Linked DNA regions of Pan troglodytes: region 2 is linked to region 1. The links are chromatin contacts, called in public Hi-C maps. All regions are on one chromosome and are shown on one strand. The core of a region is the stretch at or near the end of the contact, and the rest is flanking DNA. Distances in the headings are between cores, read along the strand shown. Region 1 has its middle 7.4 kb from the start of CAMK2N1. Region 2 overlaps PLA2G2F (phospholipase A2 group IIF).

Evidence for each region. A called contact is a pair of places that touch in the nucleus more often than the background predicts.
Region 2: a contact with region 1 is called in a Hi-C map of stem cell-derived neural progenitor cells, with 4 times the contacts expected there. The contact joins two enhancer-like sites. A contact is called at or near these places in 1 of 7 Hi-C or Micro-C datasets (stem cell-derived neural progenitor cells) and 1 of 1 datasets of contacts at active chromatin or transcription factors (stem cell-derived excitatory neurons).

The regions. Positions count from the first base shown.
Region 1 is chr1:210,703,997-210,711,648 of NHGRI_mPanTro3-v2.0_pri, reverse strand. No RefSeq gene overlaps it. Among named protein-coding and RNA genes, the nearest start is that of CAMK2N1, 7.4 kb to the left of the region's middle. Within about 2 kb of position 4,543, at least 11 of the 24 cell types and tissues checked have an H3K27ac peak or open chromatin away from gene starts, as enhancers often do. A contact at or near this core is called in stem cell-derived neural progenitor cells, where this site is marked.
Region 2 is chr1:211,046,355-211,053,184 of NHGRI_mPanTro3-v2.0_pri, reverse strand. PLA2G2F (phospholipase A2 group IIF) reads left to right here. Exons shown (of 5, transcript XM_001163707.5): 5 at 56-364. The coding sequence ends at 267. Among named protein-coding and RNA genes, the nearest start is that of PLA2G2F, 12 kb to the left of the region's middle. Within about 2 kb of position 4,379, at least 9 of the 24 cell types and tissues checked have an H3K27ac peak or open chromatin away from gene starts, as enhancers often do. A contact at or near this core is called in stem cell-derived neural progenitor cells, where this site is marked.

The DNA of each region.
Region 1 (7,652 bases), core at 3,294-5,793:
GGACCAGGCCATCTCCATGGACCCTTTCAGCACAGACATTCCAGGATCAAAAATATGTATTTGATAGCCCAGACTGTGCACCAAGCCCCACACTCAAGCTGGTGGGATAAGAAAGGGGAAGGTCAGCCCAGCAGGGCCCAGCACAGAAGGGAGGCTCAGCACACATCAGTTTCCGCTTGATCTCGTCTCCTCCCTCCAATCCAGATGGGGAAACTGAGGCACAGGCAGCGGCATCAGACAGTGATGGCAAGACGTAGAGAACGTGGCTGTGGGACAGCCTAGCCCAGGCCTCTGTGCCTGCCTTCTGGGCTCCGTTCCTTCACCTGGGCATTGGATGGCAGGCCAAGCCCAGGCTCCCGTAGAGATGGGGTGCTGGGAATGCTGAGGTTTGCCAGGGCCGGCTCAGACCCTAAACTGTCAGCAGGAAAGGCCAGGGGGTGATGCCCTCTCAATAGCCAGCTGGTCACCTCAGGAGAGGCTAAGTGGCCATCCAGCAGGGAATCACCACTCTGAGCCAGAGTTGGATAAAAACCCAAGTCCCCACCACCCCTCTGAGCTCAGTGACTGGAACCTGGGTTGCAGCCACTTCCCTTCCCTACCCTCCTTGAAAGGCAGGGCCTCTGCCCCCGTCCCTGCCTCGTGACCACACACACACACACACACACACACACACACGGTGAGAGACGAGCACACGGGCCGACTGGAGGTAGCTTAGATCCAGAATCAAGGAATGTTAAGAGAAGGATTCATTCATTCAGCAAACACTTGTTGAGGACTTCTGTGGCAGACACAACCCTGCCCCCAATACAACTCAAAGGGTGTTAACTTATTTGTCTGTCTAATCACTAAGACCCTCTCTCCAAATAAAATCTTACAAGGAAATTCAGTAGATGAAACTTAGACAAAGGATAAGCTGATGGGGTCACAAGGGTCAGAACCCCACCTTCTGGGCCCTCCATCCCCGAGCCGGTCTCCAACGGTCTCCAAAGAGCCCCCAAAGCCCTGCCAGGCTCGGTGTGAAACCACCGCCAGAGCTCATCTAGTCTAACTCCTCACATGACAGCTGGGGAAACTGAGGCCCAGCCAGGGAACGGTAAAACACAGGCTTCCTCACTCCGCTTCACATTCCTGCCACCCTGACACGACATGTGTCACACTTGGAGTCGCAAAAGGGAGGGAAGCTCCAGCAATGAGCGATCAGTCACAAAAGCTCATTTTTTCTGACAATGAAGTTTGGGGTGTTTCTTTAAAATAAAATACAAAGATCACAGGGTCATTGTTTAAAGTTTTTATTGCACCAAAAACCTACAGAATGAGAGTCTCATGGGCTCTTCAGGAAAATGTAAAAAACCATGAGGAGAGCTGAGAGGGGCTTAGGAGCCAAGCCTCAACAGGGCATGGGAGGGGGTAAGGCCACAAAGGTGCCTGACCCTGCCCCCTGCCTCTGCGCCCCCCATCGCCATCATTCCACGTCAGCAGTGCGTGAGGACCAATGGCATGGGGCCGGGCAGGGGACTCTGGGCTTGGAGCTCTGAGGGAGAAATTCTGTCTACAACTCCCAGCCCAGACTTAGCTGGTGGGAGGTGCTGGGGCTCTGGGCGCCCTGGAAAACTCTCGCTGCCTCTCAAGCCCAGACAGGGAGGAGAGAACAGCAGACAGACCTGGCACAATCAGACTTCTACAACCACAGGAGTGTGTCCTGGGGGGCAGGTAAGGGCAGGTATGACTTTAGCCCCAGTGGGCAGATGGTGAAACTGAGGCTCAAGAGGTTTGGAAACATGGCCGGGCTCCAAAGCCCAGGCTCTGAAAACATCACATGGCCTATCAGGTTTCTCCTGCCCAGGGGTCCGAAGAAGCTAGAAGTCTCCCTAACTAAGCAGCCCCTGACTTCAGCAGAGCAATGAACTGAGCCAAACTGTGGCCACTAAAGGGGGTTAAGGAGGAGCTGACCCCACCCCAGTTCAGAAGGGGCAGCCACTGCCCTCTGATTCCAAATTCAATAGCCACCCCCAGTCATTACTGAGAGCCTGCCATAGAAGGTGGCTTGTGACTGCCACATCCATACCACGAAGGAGGGCTCCGAGGCCAGAAAAGTTCACAGATGAGCCCAAAACCACACAGCCAATGGGAGGCAGCAGTTCGGATGCCAGAGGCCGGCTCGCCACTGTTGGGTGGCACTGCCTCCCTGAGCAGGCCCGGGGCCAGGAAAGCCCAGCAAACCTCTTCTGGTCCCTACACCTCAGCCTAGCCACAGAAACAGAGTGGGCGTAGATTAGAGTCCAAAGCTCTCACACACTGAGGACCCCTTCGGGAATCTGATGAAAGAGACAATTCTCTTTCCCAGAAGCAGAACATTGCGTAAACAATTTCCAGGGGATCGCTGAACCCCAAAGAGCCCTCACATGAAAAGTCAGGGCTGGATCCTCAAGTGGCATTACAGGGTCCCCCACCAGTGTTCCGTGACAACAGAAGAGCTCTTTACTCCTTAAGCTAAGAGGTGCCAGGACCGACTGAGGAGGCCCCCAGATCTGGGTCAGACCTGTGATGGCTCCATTATGATCAGAGGGATGCGGCCCCTCACTGCTGAGCCCAGGATCCCACCGAGAAGCCTGGCTGTGCAGGTCTCTGGACCCTCAGTTCCCAAGCACTGCATTCAAGCACTTTCCCACTCGATGGATGTGAGGTATTTAACGTCCATGATAGCCCTGTGAAGTGGGCAGGACGCAGCAGGGATACTTTCCCACTGTGTGGTGGGAAAAGTGAGTCCCACATAAGGAAGATGAGCTGCTCAACTGGAGACAGAGCCACCAGCACTGAGACCAGGCCTCCCAAGAACCAGTGCAGCACCCTGCTCACTGAATCCCATGAAAAGCCAGTTAAACGAGGGTAGACCCAGAGACCTGAGTTCAATCCCAGCTCCACCCCCTCCAACCTGTGTGGTCTTGAGGCAGTTACTCCACTCTCTGAGCCAGAATCCCTCTGTGCCATAAAATGAGTGGGACAAGATCAGCCTCAAAGGGAGATTGTGGGGCTCAAATGAGTTGCAGACTGAGTCATTACGGTGACAGCAAGGGACAGCTCCAGCAGTGAGTCCCATGGCCCAGAGCCTCCTACGGCCTTCAGGAGAGGAGAAGAGGGTCTCTTCTTCCTAGGAAGCGACTTCCTACGTAATAGGGAGAATAGAAGACTACAGAGCCACCGGTGCATGGTCACAGAGGCCCTCCCCATCCAGCCCTGCCAGGTCCTGGGCTGGTCATGGCAGAGGACAATCTGATCAGGAAGGCAGGTGCTAGGGACAGGTGAAAACGAGACCTGCAGAAATTGGCAGAAACAGAATCCAAGAGACTAAAAACAATCTCAAAGAAGGAGACAGATCCCCACACAGGGGAAGAAACCCTTCCACAGGCTCCAAGGCAGGAGACAAACTGGGCAGACAAGAAGCAGAACTTCCAATTAAAGTAGGGGACAGAGGAAGAGAGGAAGCAGAAGACGGGGAAGTGAGAAGGCAGAGAGAGAAGCCGGAAGCACAGGAGAAAGCACGAGGCAGTGAAGAGAGCTGGCCAGGCTGGAGAAGCAGAATTTCTCCACGGAGGAATATCTTCTGGGGAGAAAAATCAAAATCTGTGCCATACAATTTTTTTTCATGCATCCTCTCCCAGTGTGAAGTCATTTGCATATTTTAAGAACATGCAATGCATTATGCATATCTCGTTTTTGTTTAAAGAAATTATGGTTAGTATATTTAAAGATGTGAATGCCTGGGAAATTACAGGGGAGAAATGTGGGATTTTTGGTCCCCCCTGAATTTTCTGGGTTTCTCAAAACTTTCACATCTGCAGCCAGCTCCCTAGTGAGTTGGGCCGACAAAGGAGGAAATTGAAGAGACTGCTTCGCCCTTTCCGGGCTGTTCCCAGCTGGCCCTGGGATCAGGAGGCCAGCGTCCTCCTCGGAGTCTGCTCTCTGACTTCCAAGGCCTGTTCCCCACCCCTTGGGGAAGGGAAAATTGCACAGGCCTTTGGAAGCACAACCTGTTTGTCCTCCAAGTCCTCCAGCCCTCCTCGACCATAGAGACATAGCGCCACCTGGAGGGCATTGTGGAGACTGCAGCATTAGGAGGGGCTGGGGAAGGAAGGAAATGAGGAAATGAAGATGAGCGATTTGTTGCAAGCACGCGTGGAGCACAGCCCAGTAACTAGGAATGCAGGAAGCACCTTTAATAGCTAGGGAAGACGGTGAGGGGATGGAAGCCTGCAATTATGGTCATCTGGACATTAACATTAGTACGACCTCGTTTGTGCCCCCCTCCCAGGCCTAGGGAGCATTCAGGTTACAGATGCAAGGTGCCTGGCCCACTCAGCGCTTAATAAATGTTTGTTGAGTTCGGCTGTGGTCCCCCCAGAGTCATGGTCCAATGGCAGCAGCAGCAGCACGTGGCCACAAAATGTGGATGTGACGTCCCTAATGAGGAGCAATGGCTCCAGCAGGGACTAAGGGTTAAGAGCAGGAGATGAGGGGCTTCACCCAGACTGGCTCAGCGCCCCCTGCCCCACACCAGTGGCACTGGCTCAGCCTCACGTGCTCCAGTCTCAGGGAAGGGAAATGCCAAGTCCCTCGCTGGCATCTGGAAAACAATAAGGCAGCTGCAGGGGAAGTGACTAATGAGCACTTCGGGGAGCAATTCAGGACAGCACACATGGAAACTGATCTCATTCAAAATTGATCAGTTAACACTATCTAATTAGAGAGAAAATGTGCTGAGCACCCGGCTTTCTGGGAGCACGGTCTGGAGGCTGTGGCACCCAGCTAGCCTGCAGAGGAGCCACATCTCATCTCTCAGACCAGCTCCAGGACTGCCCTCCCTAGTCCCTCACCCATGCTGCCTCTCATAGACATGCAAAATAGAGCTGAACGGAGGAGAGCTTCTAATCCAGCTTGGTCCTTTCATAGACAGAACTAAGGCCCAGAGAGGTTAAATCACTTGATCAAGATCACACAGCAATGGAGCAGGACCAGAGAGAAAGCCAGTCATTGGGCTCCCAGTCAAGACCATTTATCACCGTCCGGTGACACTGCCCTGACTTTCCTGTGTGGAGTCCTCAAAGCTCTGGACAGGTCACTGGACATGGAGTTCCTCCTGTACAGTTCATCCATCCTAGCTCCCAGGTCCTAAAAGGTGGGCTGCCCTCACTCCTTACAATCACCACTTTCATCTGTGGTCCAAAAACCAGCTCCTCTAGGCAGTCTTCCAGGATTGTTTCGCCCACACCTACTATTTCATTCATGGGTTGACTCATTCATTCCATGTACATTCTGTAGTTAAGAACTTGGGCTCTGGAGTCAGACTGCCTGGGTTTAAGTCCCATCCCTCTTGTGCACTTGGGCAAGACACTTGACCTCTCTGGGCCTCTGTTTCCTTTTATTTAAGAATAATACAAACACATTCCTCCGTACCTCGCAAGTGAGGACCGGAAGGGTTCATTATGTACTGCACTTCTCAGGGTACCTAGCAAATAGTGAGCCCTGATGTGAGTTCTAATTAGTCTGCACTGACAACCCAGAATTTGTGCTGGAGAAGGAAAAGTTATGAGACAGTCCCCGCCCAAGACATTGACAATATGGCTAAGAGCAGGAATCGAGATTTGAGACTCTTATTATGGAATCTCAGAGGAGGGATACCTAACCCAGCCTAGGTGGGGAGGGACAGGGAAGATTTTCCCTCGAGGACACACCTAAAGCTGAGTGTTAAAGGGTGAATCGATGTTAGCAAGGTGAAGAAAGGACCAGCATTCCAGATCAGGAATTCATGTGAACAAAGACAGACAACAGCATGGCATGGGGTTCTATTTGTTTTTATTTGTTTTTTGGAGTTGGGGTCTCACTCTGTTGCCCAGGCTGGAGTGCTGTGGCATGATTACAGCTCACTGCAACCTCAATCTCCTGGGCTCAAGCCATCCTCCTACCTCAGTCTCCTGAGTGGCTGGGACTACAGGTGTGTACCACCATGGTCAGCTTTGTTTTTATTTTTTGTAGAGAAAGTGTCCTGCTATGTTGTCCAGGCTCATCTCAAATTCTACTTCCTAGCCTCAAGTGATCCTCCTGCCTCGGCCTCCCAAAGTGCTGGGATTATAGGCGTGAGCCACTGCCTGGCCAGCATGGCATGTTTAAGGAAACTCAACAGTTCAATGTTGTTGGAGTCACAAGTATGAGACTGAAAGGGATGCAGAAAACCGTGGGGAGGTGGCCAGGGACAGGGTCATGCAGGGCTTCTCATGCCATGGAAGAGCCAGGACACGATGTTGCAGATGGCAGAGAACCTGGAGGTGAACTTGAAGCAGAGGCGGGACATGGCGAGGTTGGTGGTTTAAACAGATCATTCTCGACTCTGTGGGGTATGTTTTCTCTGCTTCCCTTCAGCAATGATACCACCCTTGGTTGGTTGATCGCTAATGGTCATGGAATGTGCTCTAACCAGGCCTGTCACAAAGCCTCCTTTCAAGTCCTATATTCTGTGAACCACGAATGTTCCCGACAACTGAGTCACCATACCTGTTGATATGGTTTGGATCTGAGTCACCATACCTGTCGATATGGTTTGGATCTGAGTCACCATACCTGTTGATATGGTTTGGATGAGTCACCATACATGTTGATATGGTTTGGATCTCATGTCGAATTGTAATCCTCAGTGTCAGAGGTGGGGCCTGGTAGTAGGTGATGGGATCGTGGGGGCAAAGTTCTCATGAATGGGTTAACACCACCCCCTCAGCGCTGTTCTCATGATAGTGAGTGAGTGAGTGATGTGAGAGCTGGTTGTTTAAGCATGTAGCATCTCCCTCCACTTCCTCCTGCTCCGGCCATATGAAGTGCTTCTCCCCCTTGCCTTCTGCCACGACTGAAACCTCCCTGAGGCCTCCCCAGAAGCGGAGCAGCAGCTGCTATGCTTCCTGTACAGCCTGCAGAACCGTGAACCAATTAAACCTCTTTTCTTTATGAACTACCCAGTCTCAGGTATTTCTTTCTAGCAGAGTGAGAAGGGACTAATACACCTGTCAAACAGGGTTTACTCCTGTTCAAACAACTCAGATCCTTTGAAACAACTCTGAGCCCTTTGCAGGCACAGACTGTCTTATTCATCTTGTATTTCCAGGCACAAAATACACATTCAGCAAATGTTTGTTGGGTGAATAAATGCCCATCCATGAGCCGGGTGCAGTGGGGCACACCTGTAATCCCAGTACTTTGGGAGGCTGAGGCAGGTGGATCACATGAGGTCAGGAGTTGGAGACCAGCTGACCAACATGGTGAAACCCCGTCTCTACTAAACAAAAAATTAGCCAGGCGTGGTGGCACATACCTGTAATCCCAGCTACTTGGGAAGCTGAGGCAGGAGAATTGCTTGAACCCAGGAGGTAGAGGTTGCAGCGAGCCGAGGTCATGCCACTGCACTCCACCCTGGGCAATGAGAGCGAAACTCCGTCTCAAAATATAAATGCCCATCCATGATACCAACTTTGAGCATTCCAGAGGCCCTGTGGGACCATCAGCATCCATCCCCCAACTGGAGTTGTCATGGCCTATGATCACGGCTGCAGAGGGTGTCAGAGTGGCTAGTTTGTCATGTTATTGTTTGCTATTTAATTTTCCCACAGGTT
Region 2 (6,830 bases), core at 3,130-5,629, 340 kb before region 1:
GGGGGAGCTGCTGCCCCTTTCATCCACAGCCTTTGCCACCCCCATCCCCCTATAGGTGACCTCAACAAGACAGAGTGTGACAAGCAGACATGCATGTGTGACAAGAATGTGGTTCTGTGCCTCATGAACCAGACGTACCGAGAGGAGTACCGTGGCTTCCTCAATGTCTACTGCCAGGGCCCCACGCCCAACTGCAGCATCTATGAACCGCCCCCTGAGGAGGCCACCCGCAGTCACCAATCCCCAGCGCCCCCCGCCCCTCCCTAGAGCCTCTGAGGTCTGAGAGAGAAGAGCGGGAGGAGGGTCTGGCTTGGGGACCAGACGAGGTGCAGGGAGGGTAGGAGCCAGGCCGGGAGCCTGAGGGTTGCTGGTTGCCTCCTCCCTGGAGCTCTCCAGTGAGGGCTCAGCCCTCAGAAGACTCAGGAAGGCCTGGGTCCTGACTCCCCCAGCCCAGCCCCAGGCATGGGTGCCTCCTGCTGCTGGTTCTGGACTGGGTGGGAGGCACAGAGCTTATAGGGGTCTCTCCTGAGGGTGGCCGGGGAGACCTGAGAGAGAGGAGGAGGGGCCTCTGAGTGGGGCCTCCATTGCTGGCGCCAGTTTAACTCCCCGGAGCCTTAGAAAGTCTGAGCCTTAGAAAGTCTGGGTCTGAGCATCCAGGCCCAGAGCTGGATGCATCCTCAGCCCAAGATCACAGGAAGGCAGATTGCTGGTCACAAAGCATGGGTTCCGGGAGCCCCTCAGTTGATCCCACAGGATGGCCTGGGGTGGTGGCTACTTTGGGCTTGAGGCTCTCTAAAGCCCCATTCACAGAGCAGGTGCCCCACCCCAGCCCTCACTGAGGTGGCCATGAGTCCAGGTTCAGACCCTAGGGGATGTGCAGTGCTGACTGTCCCAGCCCCGAAGTCCAGCCTCAGAGCAGGCTCCTGGGCACTGACAGAGCCACACACCCAGGTACACCCCCCAGGCTAATATGGGGACACACAAAAATATGGCCTTCAACACCTACAAGTCTTCTCTGTGCCCCCCATCGACCCATGCACGTCACCCCAACCCTGCTCTGCCACACCACGTGGGTCTGAGGAGCACTCCTACCCCCCGGCTCCGGGTCCCTGACAGACACTGCCCTCCTGGCCTGCACCTGGAACGGCAGCCAGGACACTGGAGGGGCACCCACACCCTCTCTCCCTGGGCTGTGGATGGGTGTCGCAAGTCCCATCCCTCCTGGCCTGCACCTGGAACGGCAGCCAGAACACCGGAGGGGGACCCACACCCTCTCTCCCTGGGCTGTGGGCAGGCGTCACAAGTCCCATTGGTGGGGAAGAGGCTGAGGGCTGAGACCCACCTCAGTGAAGAGGGAAACGTAAGCAGGGAGAGCATCAAGGCGGGAGGCAGCCTGGAAACTTCTAGAAGAGGGTCAAGGTAGGAGGCTACATGGAAACTTCTAGAAGGCAGTAAGGAACAGGGTGGTGAAGGAGAGGGGAGAAGATGGGAGCATGGAGAGACGAGGTGAGTGACAGCCGCCAGCAGGGAAGGGCCTCCAGGCAACACAGAGGAGCTGGGGGCCAGGGCCTTACGGGGCTGGGTTCCTGTGTGGGGCGTGGAGCTGGGGCTGAAGTGGAGGGGACGGCCCTGTGGCCCCCAGCACTGTTGTTTCTCCAGGTGCACCTTACCTTCCTCCTTACCTGCCCGAGCCTCAACTCAGGGTCAGCAGCCTCCACGGAGCCAGCCCCACCTGCCCGAAAACCACTGAAGCCACCCTCCGCCTGGACTCAACAGCCGCCAGCAAGCTCGCCTGGCAGTGCCCCTGGAGCACCATTGTCGCTGGGGAGGGAGAGCCGGGAAGGGTGGAGAAGGAGGCAGAAGGGACATGTATGAAAAAAAGGACAGGAAACCTGACCAGAGGCGGTTTCCAGAGCCCCAGCCTTGGAGACAAGGACACTGCCACCCAGCGCCACAGTCAGTCTGGGAGGGGCCCACGCCCCCCACCCCCCACGCCACACCGCCGCCTCCTGCTGGCCATGGTTCTCCGGCTGGGGGGAACGCAGGTTCCCAGCTGCGCCCCTCCCCCCCGCACACACACCCTCCCCTGTCCCTCGGAAAGTCTAGGCCAGGGTCTGGGGATGGGATTCTGCTGCCAGGGGTCCTGCCTGCCCCCACTCACCCCAGACGCTTCGGATGCTGCAGCTCCTGGATAATCTCCACAGGACTCGGCTTCCTCTCCTCAAATGAATAAAGGCCTCCTACCTCAACTCCCCATGGCTGGCCCCTCCTTGGCCAGGCATCGGGGGAGGGCACAGTGACTCAACCCTGCTTCTCCAGCTCTGGGGAAGGTGGGTTCCCATGCCCAGTAGCTGGCATGGCCCGTCTCCCTCCTGCCCCCAGCCTGGGAGTGAGAAGTGGTGCCCAAACTATGGACCCTAGGCCCCGTGGTCCGGCAGTGGGACGATGACCATGGTATGATGATAACAACGGGGCTAAGCGCTTTTCAGGCACAGATCTCTGCCGTACTCTCTCCACCCATTTCTGTTGAATAACCGAGTCCCAGAGAGTTCAAGTCACACAGGTCACAGGTGGTGGGGCTGGGCTCTGAGTCCTCTGTGTCGGACTATTTTTTTTTTTTTTTTTTTTTTAGACAGAGTCTCGCCATGTTGTCCAGGCTGGAGTGCAGCGGTGTCATCTCGGCTCACTGCAACCTCCGCCTCCTGGATTCAAGCAATTCTCCTGCCTCGGCCTCCCGAGTAGCTGGGACTACAGGCGCCCGCCACCACGCCCAGCTAATTTTTGTATTTTTATTAGAGATAGGGTTCCACCATGTTGGCCAGGCTGGTCTCGAACTCCTGACCTCAAGTGATCCGCCCACCTCAGCCTCCCAAAGTGCTGGAATTACAGGTGTGAGCCACCACTCCTGGCTGCGTCTGACTTTTAATCCCTGCTCCTTGCAGCTCCTGAATTATGATGTGGGCACCTGGGGCAGTGGGAGGAGAGACCGAGGTCCTGATGCCGGCCCATCCAGTTCTCCTTCCAGCTCTGCCGCTGACATCTGTTGAGCCTTGGTGGGCCCATCTGTGAAATGGGACTACATTTCTGCAGTGAAGGGTCCCAGGCTTGTTGTGACAGCCACTGAGACAGTGGGGAGGAAAGGGCTTTGTGAGCCGAGTGGGGTGGGGAGGGGAAAGCAGGAGATTATTACAGTCGAGATCATTAGTATGGAGGCTGGATATTTCTTCAGAGTGAAAGTGAGTGACCGTGGGGCCATGAGGGTCCCGCAGGGCAGCTGGGTCCTGGCCCCTTCCCGACTCAGGCTCCTTCCTGTATGGGCATCCGTTGCCTCCCCTGCAGGGACCAGAGCGGCTGTTTCTTTTTCTTTTCTTTTCTTTTCTTTTTTTTTTGAGACGGAGTCTCACTCTGTCACCCAGGCTGGAGTGCAGTGGCGCCATCTCGGCTCACTGCAAGCTCCGCCTCCCGGGTACACGCCATTCTCTTGCCTCAGCCTCCCGAGTAGCTGGGACTATAGGCGCCCACCACCACGCCCGGCTAATTTTTTGTATTTTTAGTAGAGACGGGGTTTCACTATGTTAGCCAGGATGGTCTCGATCTCTTGACCTCGTGATCCGCCCGCCTCGGCCTCCCAAAGTGCTGGGATTACAGGCATGAGCCACCGCGCCTGGCCCAGAGCGGCTGTTTCTCATGCTCCCTAAAGCCGTGGGCTTCCCTGGGGACATCAGCCGGTACCCCTGTGTTATATGGGGAAGCTTTCACAGGCGACCCTGCAAGAAGAGGGATTCCTCAACTCAGTATTTTAAAAGTTTGAAAATCCCTGGACAAGCTCACCCCACGGGTTCGTTCACCCAGCAGCCCTGCATGAGAGTCCCCTGTGTGCCAGCTGTGGTGCTGGGCTTCCAGCCTCTGCCCGCCCCCCCCTCCCGAGAAGCCTGCAGCCCAGGCGGGAGGCAGACGCTGAGCTCTTAACCTTGACACGCGGTGCCAAGTGGTGTGGCCGGGAGCACAGGGGTGAGGACTCAGGTCTGTGTGGCAGTCCCAAAGGTGCCAAAAGAGGATGGATGCAGCTGGGGTGGTGCAGCTGGGGTCTCCCTGGCGTGGAGAGGAGGAGCAGGGGGTCACATTTTGTGAGGAGGGGCCCCTTCCACCGCCTGGGGATCTCCTCCCCTGGGGACCCATGAAGACTCCATCCGGGGGACTGAGGTCTTCCACGCTAAAGCGTGAGGACGGCGCTGTTAGTGCTCCTCCCTGTCCTGGGGCTGCCATCTCTGCCCAGACCTAGGTCCGCCTACCCCCTCGGGAGACCCATGCCCCTCCCGGCTCCTTTCCCGGTTCCTCCGACCTGTGGGGCGTCCCTGACAGCTTTTCCAGAACGCGGGCGACACCTAGTGGACATCACGGGTCACAACCGGTGCTCCACCGCACCCCTCCCGCCCCTCTGCCCTGGACCCAGAGTGGAATTCTGTTGAGGGCCTGCCACAGGCCCACAGTGTCCAGGAGAGCACAGGAAGCCGTCAGTATGGCCTCCACCATCCTCTCATTGTTGTCATCACCGCCTCTCGAGAAGCGCTGCCCTTAAAGCAAACAGCACAGGCTGGGTGGCACCCTGGCCCTGTCCCTAGCGGGCAGTGTAGATGTGGCAAGTCGCTTCACCCCTCTCAGCCTCAGTTTCCCCCTTCTGTAAAATGTGGTTGATAATGAAGCACACCCCATAGGGTTTGAGGATGACATGAGCTCAGGGATGAGAATGCCCCTAGCATAGGGCCTGGCGTGGAGAAGGGAAATTTTCTAGAGTGGGTGACTGGTGCCCTGGGCAAAAGACCTTCAGGTCGGGGTGGCAGACAGCGGCAGGTAGAAGAAGGTGTTGCTGATGGAAGTGGACTGCCTGTGATATTCTTCCCCAAACAGAAAACTGGCAGAAGCAAAGCTGTTATTTAGCAAGACAATCTGGCTCCCTGCCTGTGAGTGTGAGGGGGAACGGGAGCGGGTGGGAGGAGGAGGAGGGAGAGGATGCAGAAGGGAAGGGTCTGTGGACCCTTGCTGTCCCTAAGCCATAGCCAGGCACCCGGGGCCTTGACTGACCCTGCCCCCAGCTGGGCCTGAGAGCCGCCACTTCCTCGGCCCGGCCCTGACTATGAATGCAGAGAGGCAGCCCTTCCTCCAGAGGCTGCCGCAGTAACGCTAGCTGTTGGCTTCCCCAGTTGTGGCTTCCTGACAAGCAGCTGATGCCACCCACTGTGACAACAAGGAAAGTTCTGGAGAAAAACACCAAGGCTCCTAGCAACAGGAGACAGGGGTGCACAGTTAAAAAAAAAAAAAAAAAAGAAAGACATATTGGGCCAGGCGTGGTGGCTCACCGCTGTAATCCCAGCACTTTGGGAGGCTGAGGTGGGCGGATCATGAGGTCAGGAGATCGAGACCACCCTGGCTAATACGGTGAATCCCTGTCTCTACTAAACAAAATACAAAAAAAAAAAAAATTAGCCGGACATGGTGGGGGGGCGCCTGTAGCCCCAGCTACTCGGGAGGCTGAGGCAGGAGAATGGCATGAACCTGGGAGGCGGAGCTTGCAGTGAGCCGAGATCGCGCCACTGCACTCCGGCCTGGGTGACAAAACGAGCCTCCGTCTGAGGGAAAAAAAAAAAAAAAAGACATATTGCCCTGCCAAAGTCAACCCCTCTAAAACACCCATGCTCTGCCAAGGAAAGGGGTCTGTGATCTCAGGATGTCAGGGCCCAAGTAAGAAAAGCAGAGTGCATCGATCACTGTGCCCAGAGCTCTGTGTGTCCTCTCATTTAACCCTCTCAGCAGCCCTAGGAGGTGGGTGAGGAGAGAGGCCATTTCTCTTACTGTCTCCTGTCTCTGAAGAGAAGGAGGAAGTAAAAGTTGAAAAACAACAGGAATGAAGTCAGTGGCAAGACCAGCCAGTGCCACTGATGACCAGGCCTGAGGTTAAAAGTTTAACCACCGCTCCCCCAAGCCCGCCACTCTAACCACATGTGCTCTCAATCTACCACGACCCTTTCACGTGGAACCCCTTAGAGTTGTAAGCCCTTAAAACGGCCAGGAACTCTGTCTTCGGGGAGCTCTGTTCTTGAGACGCGAGTCTGCCGAAACTCCCAGGCAAATAAAGCCAAATCCTTCCTTAACCTGGTGTCTGAGGGGTTTTGTCCACGGCTCGTCCTGCTACATTTCTTAGTTCCCTGACCGGGAAGCGGGGTGACTGATGGACGGTCCAGGCAGCCCCTTAGGCAGTTTAGGCCTGCCCTGCGAAGTATCCCTGTGGGCGGCTCTGGCCAGCTTGAGTGACGCGGATCCTGAGAGTGCTCCCGGGTAGGTATTTGCCCCAGTGGGATGCCTCATCAGAGTGGTGCATGGCAGGCCCCCGTGGAGGATCGACGCAGTGGCTGAACACTGGGAAGGAACTGGCACTTGGAGTCTGGACAACTGGAATACGGTAGGACCGGTCCTGGGAATTTCCCCACTCCATTTGAGTGGAAGCGTGGACTGATCACCCACCGTGTGCCCTTATCGGCACTTGGGTCTCGGCATTGATTTTGATTTGGTTTGACTTGTTTGCAATCGGCACTTTGGTCTCAGTATTGATTTTGATTTGGCTTGACTTGTTTGCAAAAAGGAAAGTGAAAGTGAGTGCTTGAGTTTGAGACAGTCGAGACTACAGTGACCCCTTTACCCTTTCCTTCTTGTAGTGTGAGTGTTGTTTTGTCTCGGGAGGAAGGTGGGTGGAACGCAAAGTAAGCCCACTCTTCTAGGAACTATGTTGAAAAATTTCAAGGAAGGATTTGGTGGAGACTATGGAGTGAACTATG